2 separate regions of the Gasterosteus aculeatus genome follow, and region 1 is linked to region 2. The links are chromatin contacts, called in public Hi-C maps. All regions are on one chromosome and are shown on one strand. The core of a region is the stretch at or near the end of the contact, and the rest is flanking DNA. Distances in the headings are between cores, read along the strand shown. Region 1 holds the start of znf503 (zinc finger protein 503). Region 2 overlaps lrmda (leucine rich melanocyte differentiation associated).

Evidence for each region. Hi-C and Micro-C count contacts between places; a contact is called where the count stands out from the background.
Region 1: a contact with region 2 is called in a Hi-C map of skeletal muscle, with 3 times the contacts expected there. The contact joins the promoter of znf503 here to the enhancer-like site in region 2. A contact is called at or near these places in 4 of 6 Hi-C or Micro-C datasets (skeletal muscle, tail fin and whole body).

What each region holds. Positions count from the first base shown.
Region 1 is chr6:13,144,064-13,147,360 of fGasAcu3.hap1.1, forward strand. znf503 (zinc finger protein 503) reads left to right here and starts at 1,383. Exons shown (of 2, transcript XM_040179201.2): 1 at 1,383-3,026. The coding sequence starts at 2,769. LOC120820934 (a long non-coding RNA gene) reads right to left here and starts at 2,292. Exons shown (of 3, transcript XR_013467922.1): 1 at 2,201-2,292; 2 at 616-971; 3 at 134-512.
Region 2 is chr6:13,022,616-13,026,030 of fGasAcu3.hap1.1, forward strand. It overlaps lrmda (leucine rich melanocyte differentiation associated), which reads right to left. Exons shown (of 7, transcript XM_040179117.2): 4 at 2,925-3,064; 5 at 1-117. Among protein-coding and RNA genes, the nearest start is that of lrmda, 120 kb to the right of the region's middle. Within about 2 kb of position 2,051, at least 1 of the 9 cell types and tissues checked has open chromatin away from gene starts, as enhancers often do.

The sequences.
Region 1 (3,297 bases), core at 133-2,632, 120 kb after region 2:
CCCCTCATGTAGGACAAAAACAATGGAAACATTTGAGGGAATAGAGCTCAACTCCTTTACACGTTGTTCCCCCTCTTCTAAACTCACATTAAAATAAATGCGGTTCATTTATATGACGCAGTATCTCAACATTGACTTATTTAATCATTTATTCCTTGTTTTTATTGATCAGTCCATAGTTTGCAACGTAGTGCTCACCCATGCAGACTATAGGCAGGCCTGTAAACTGAAACCAAGCTTTTTTCAACTTTTACCTAAAATATTTTTTGCCAGTTTAATTTCTACATTTTTTGCCAAAGATTGTTATTTTTATCTTATGGAAAAACATAATTTGCTGTATTTGATTTATTTACCACAACTTTCATTCTACATTGTATTCATGGCAGATTATGAACTCAAATAAATTTTAACCATCACGGCTGTTTTTGTTTTGTTTGGTCTGTTTTCCACCAGGAAATATAATTTAGCCCCTTCGACTGTCCACTCCAGGTTTTCATGCTCTCCAAGTTGACCTGTCAAGCAGATTATCACAGAAAGAGATTAATGGCAAAGGCGGGTTGCAGTAATAATCGTTTTGTTTGATGTGACAACTTTGATAGGCGTTGATTTACTTACAAACTGATAGGCTTTTAATTGAGCGCCTCCATCCCGATTGAGATGAAAGGAAACCCGCATTGAAAAGCTGCCCGATTGCCCCGGAGCCTCAGTACTGATTAGGCATCTCAGCGGTGAATAGTTCAAGGCATTTTAAACTTCTTTTCTCAGCGGCCTGACAGACCATTTCTCCCCTTTTCTTTCTCCCCTGTCCGCTTCTCTTTGAGAAAAATAAATCATTTTCATTGTATGTAAATAAAATCGAGCTGACATCAATATAAAATGTCTGGATTTTCTTCTTCTTCTTCTTCTTTTTTGTTCCCTGTCTTTGTTGTTCTTGTTGCAGATGACAGTGTGCCCGAGGCAGATGACAGGTTCTAAAAACACAATAGCAGATGTGTTTAGCCAAAATGGACAGGGTTCTGTTCCGTGATGTTTTACACATTATCAATTTTCAAATCAATGTTTTCTTCTCGCAGATTGTTTGTGCAAACCTGTCTGAAAGGGCTAAAGTTGATATAGCATAAATAATGGATATTAATTTATTCATTCCAACTATATTTTATTTAATAACGTGATCTGTTCTTTTTTGACGGGTTTCTTTTTTTTTCATTTGTTTCGGACGCTTTTCGGTTTAACTGTGTTTCCCCGTTTTCTGTTAACGCCGATTACAGCAAAAAAAAAGGCATTTTAACACCTTAAAGCCCTGCCAGCTGCACACAGTGAGCTGCACTGAGAGTTAACATGTCACCATGTGTGCCACCTCCGGGGTTGTTTGATGATGAACTAAAAAGTTATAGACTTTTGTGGGGGGGCAGAGAAGAATGGAAACCTAGTTTAATCCTCTGCTTTTGGACTTTGGGGGGGGGGAGGTCGGCGATTGGCGATGCGTCTAAAAATGAAATGTTAACTCGAGGATCGATTTATTTCCCCTGGAAACTTGGTGTCTTCTTGCCGAATTGTCTCTACCCATTTGTTCTTCCCCCCCGCAGTCACAGTGGCATGTAATCAGCCACAATAGCTGACATAAATCAAGCGGTGGATTGACAGCGTCTGACAAATAACTGATTGATTGCGGTGGAGCAGAATTGACACTTGACGGAGGGGTGGAGATAGAAATAGAAGGGCGGTGTATATTATACTGAAAACATGTGACAGTCACATCCCTCCATCACTACATTGGTCTATTCCTGTCAACGCTTGTCTGTTTAGGGAATTCAAGCTGAAGCGGTTGGTTTTATGTTTGCAGGTCCAGGATGAAGTCCCCGGTCCGGACGCGGTGGCGCAAACGTAGCGCGTCTCTCGGGCTACAGACCGTCAGAGAATCACAAATAACATACTTGTTAACGTATTATTATTATTATTATAACGTAGTATTCTGGTGATGATGATGTGTATTTCACCTGTAAGCCTAAACCCGAGTTAGCTTTAACAATGACTGCCAATGAAGCAGTAACAAGTCGGTTCTCTAAGCGTAGATTTTGTATTTATGAAAACGAATGTGTTATTGATGATACAGACACGAACTAGACGCAGCAAAAACACCTCTGTAAACGTGGCCTTCGTTGTCCAGATGGGTTGACCATCTATTCTGTTACTTACTCACTTTTCTGTGTCCCGGTCGCCCCGCGTCTAAACAAAGAAAGAATCCGCGCGAGCGTTCACGCGAACCACAGTATATAAAACCTCATCTCCTCCCCCGAGCTGTCGAAACACAGGCGCTTACAAAGAGGAGAACGTCACATCCCCTTGACCCTCCAATCACCTCGGGGTCCCATTTGATTGGAAGGCGGCAACGGCTTTAATCTCGGACTAATTCAGCTGCTTTTGAAAAGTGAACATTTTCTACTAGTTCGCACTTGAGGGAGTAGGGAGCGAGGACCTGCGAGAGACAGACGCACTCAAGGCGCGACGCTCATGGTGCAGGACACAGCCACGGATCCGCGATAAACTCGCACGGTCTCCATCCAGCTGCCGCGCCTTCGCCCCTTTTACCCGGATTACTCGTTATCGAACAGTTTCACCATTCTTTCCTTTTCTGTTCACCTGACCAACCCAGAGAAAGAGAGAGAGAGAGAGAAAGAGAGGGAGAGAGGGGGAGTCTGAATGTGCGTTTTGGTTTTCTTAATGAATCCAAGAAAAACATCGCCGTTTCATTTCCTGACAATTGGGACATGATCACGTCCCCCTCGGCGTCTATCCTGAAGAATAGTGGCATTCGCGCAGCAGTCTGGGAGAGCGGCAGTTCTCGGAATAGCAGCTCGGCGAGCGTCAACAAGCCTTTTCTCCACCCCGCGCCCCCGTGCGATCCGCTACGGCAAGCGAGCCGACTCCCCATCAAGGTTCTGAAAATGCTCACCGCCCGGTCAGGACACATTTTGCACCCGGAGTATCTGCAGCCTTTGCCTTCTACCCCGATCAGCCCCATCGAGGTAAGAGAGAAAGGTGGTTTTTCTTCTTTCGGCGCGTAATGTTTAGTTTAGGTGCGTCGCGTGACAATCTCCTGCAAGCCCTCGGTTATAATGCAATCATCTCCCGACCGGCTGTTGTTTTTGGTGTTAAACTGTTGTGTGCGGTGTTAAGTTCGTAATAATAAGCAACACGATCGTAGTTCGGTGCGCGGAGGAGGCTTGCGTAACGGCATTACGCGTCTGTTTGGAAATGTATATTGTTATTATAAAAACAAAGCCATAAATGTGCATT
Region 2 (3,415 bases), core at 801-3,300:
TTTGGTTTGACCACTTTCATGAATGCTCCTCTTGCCTGCGCCTCCATCATTTCTTTCGGAGTTACCTTCCTGGTGTCCAGAAACTTCAGCTGGGGCAACTTGTGCAGGACAAAGTACCTACGGGGAAAACAACGATTCAACTTCAAGCCGTAGCGTAGCATTGCTTTAAAAGGTCCCGCGGTGAGCCGGCTCTTAACAACGAGACAAACATAGATTCTAAGGAAGTGACTCGCTAATCAAACCGACACGCATACTAATATGTAAATACATGCGTCAACAAAACTTGAAAAGAAGCCGTGTTTACTGAGATTTAATGTAGGTGCAGATATAATGGTGATATTTTCTTGCATGTAATAACCTTCAAAGCTGATAAGAATAAGCACGACATATAAATAGCACAAAAGGAGATACAACCCGTCTGCCAGAGCTGTCATTCTGGCAGCATCAACACAGATATCTCTCGAAGCTTTCAGACACACTCTTGTCTTTCATTGGTAGGGAGAGAAACGTCAAAAGATAATGGTTGGAATACATAGACGACAACAGATCCTTTCACAGGCAGGCAGGGATAGAGGAACCAGCATGTCAGGGCTGAACCGGTAGCCAAAGAGGACATGCATTCAGCGCCTAAGTGGAGGGTGAGAAAGGACGGGGGATGCGGGCACAGACGAGACCTGAGCGCAAAGAGCCGGGACAAATCGATGACGGGCAATGGGCGATGAGGGGAGATGGCAAAGCTCGTGTCAAGTTCTCATCACTTGAGGATTATAAGAAAGGGATGCAGGGATCACGTTTAGACTGACACGGAACGGATGGTATCTCCATGCAAAACGCAAAACGCGAAACGTCTGAAATAGTTTGAAAGGTACACAAAACAGAGTGCGTATCCACAAAAATACATTTGGCCTTAAATTAAAAACATCAGCATAGGGTGAAATGACTTGTTCCTAATAAGAGCTCCTTTTCCGATGAGAGCACCAGCACTTAAATTCAAGAGCCCCCAATCCTATCCTGTGTCTCCCTCCCTGTAAGAGGACTTTGTTCGGGGGCATTTCCATGATGAAACGTGAAGATGCCCTTGGGAGACGTGCAGGGAGGTTATTCTCCGTAGGTAACCCACCATCACAGGGTCAGAGCCGATGACAAGGCTCTGTCAGCCGGTAGGGATATTAATGATTCACACCCACCAAAGCGGGAGGAACCGAGAGCACACAGGGGGTGAGGGGGGAGGGTGGGGGAGAGGGGGGACTGCAAGGAAAGAAAAAACTCACTCTCACACACTTTGTTTAGCCGTTTCAAACATGTGATAACAACAATGGGATTCCCGCTGCCCTTGGAGGTGGATGTTGTAGATAAAATAGATTTATGCTGCTATCATACTTTCCTCAAATGTACTTTTGTTTACAGTCTATAATTCGTAGGAAAATGGTTGGATAGGTTAATAAATAAATAATACTTATTTGCTAGAAGCTGCCCTTGATATTTCAATGTATTTTGCTTGAAAATTCCAAATAAAGAAACACTTTTTGCCAATATTTGATAGGAATTACTGATGAATAATAGTTCCAATAAAAGAGTTATCAATCACTAACCTAGTATCACATCTACGGAGGATAACAAAAGTGACATTGAGGGCCATTAGAAAAAGGTTGAGTGAGCATTACAGTCAGTGGCTGAGGGACCTCAGGCCAAAGCTCTTTGATGTGAAACGAAACGAGATCGGACAAACTGATAACTTTCCCCAAAGAGCATCAAGAGACATGTTAATATTTAAACAATGCAGAAACAAAGAGAAAAGAAAGAGGTTGACATACATATCAGTAGTTTAATAGTTCCCTGAGGAGATGCATAATCAGTAGCCTTTGTGAACATATAATACTACAGCCTTGAACTCTGGTATTATTGTAGTACCACAAATGGCCACATTGGCCGGCTAAAGAACGGGACACCATTTAACCTCCAGCCACACTGCATGCTGTGTGAAAGAATACCGTGTTTCTGTGTCGTTGCACTAATTGGGGCACCGATGCAACGCGCGAGGGTAGTTCAGACCTCTCGGGGCATTGGGCTGGGTATTTATTGCCCAAGGCCAATGCTGTCACGACCTCCACACAGCCTAACCTTGTCAGACATGAAATCTGCATCACGCTCAAACTGATGTTTTACTCTGTGACACATTATGAATATTACATTACAGGACTCTAGACGTTGTCAGTCAAAACAGAACAGCTTTCCTCACCGGCAAAGATAAGCATGCGGGGCGAGGGGGAAAGGGGGGAGCTGGAGAGGCAAAGTGAGAGAGGGAGGCGCGAGGGTTGAGGCGAGGAGGGGGATGGAGGGGGGGGGGCAAAAAAGGAGAGAAGAAAGATTATTCAAGAAAGGCATGGGTGGTAAATGATTAATAGGCAACGCAGAGTCAGAAACAAGCACTTAGGGCAAAAACAGACAAAAGAGAGTGTGCTTTTCGCCTTTTATCACATTTCATGTAAAGGACCCTGACAAATGGTGGTCATATTGCATGGCTCCAGGCCTGGCTTGATGTTTAATGCATCATCTGTTCTGGTAAGGTAGGGTAGTAAACACTCATTTGTGGTGGCGACTAGTCACACATGAAATCCATTTTGCAAACTGGAGTGTAGAGGGGCCAGTTGACAAAGCTTTTAGAGTGATGTGGTTGGATCCGCAGTCTGCAAGTGAAATGTAGGGGGGGGGGGCTGGATGTTTTAGAAAAAAGGAACATCTCCACATCCATTACTTACAAAAAGCTACGACTCTGAATAGCTCAGGATCAAAACTGTCTGACTAGAAAATAAAAACACACCCCACCCTAAACACGATCTCTCCATCTATCTAAACGGGTCATGTGTGAAAGCTGTGCCTTATTCATGTGCCACGTCGCCGTCACAGTCCGCGTAGTAACTGACCTGTATCTCTGGTAGTCGTCCTCATCCTTATCCGGGCTGACCAGCTGGTTGGGGCAGGCCTCATTTCCCAGCAGGCTTAGGTACACCAGTGACGGGGTCACATCAGCCAAGTGTTCCAGCAGGTCCTCGATATCAGTCAGGTGTCAAAGGGCGGATGTCAAGGACCTAACGCTGTTAATTACATTAGCATTTACTACCCGCGTGGCCCCTTCCGTGCCTGTCCGCACTAAAACAAATCACTGTCAAATTTAGCGAAGTGCTCAAAGGGGTTAGTCAGTGGCTTTGTGCGACCGGGCAGCCAGAGGGGCAATTTAAGGTGCAGGCTTTGGCATATAGTAGTGACACGATTTGGCTGCCGCTCTCTCTCTCTCTCTCTTTTCTCTCGATCTCTTTCATTTCCTAGGTGGCCTGGGTGCAGAACAGTGACAAAATGATGGATGCCCTGCGGTTCAAACGGTCCGTGCTTCCCAGAGCCGTGCTGTGGAAAACTT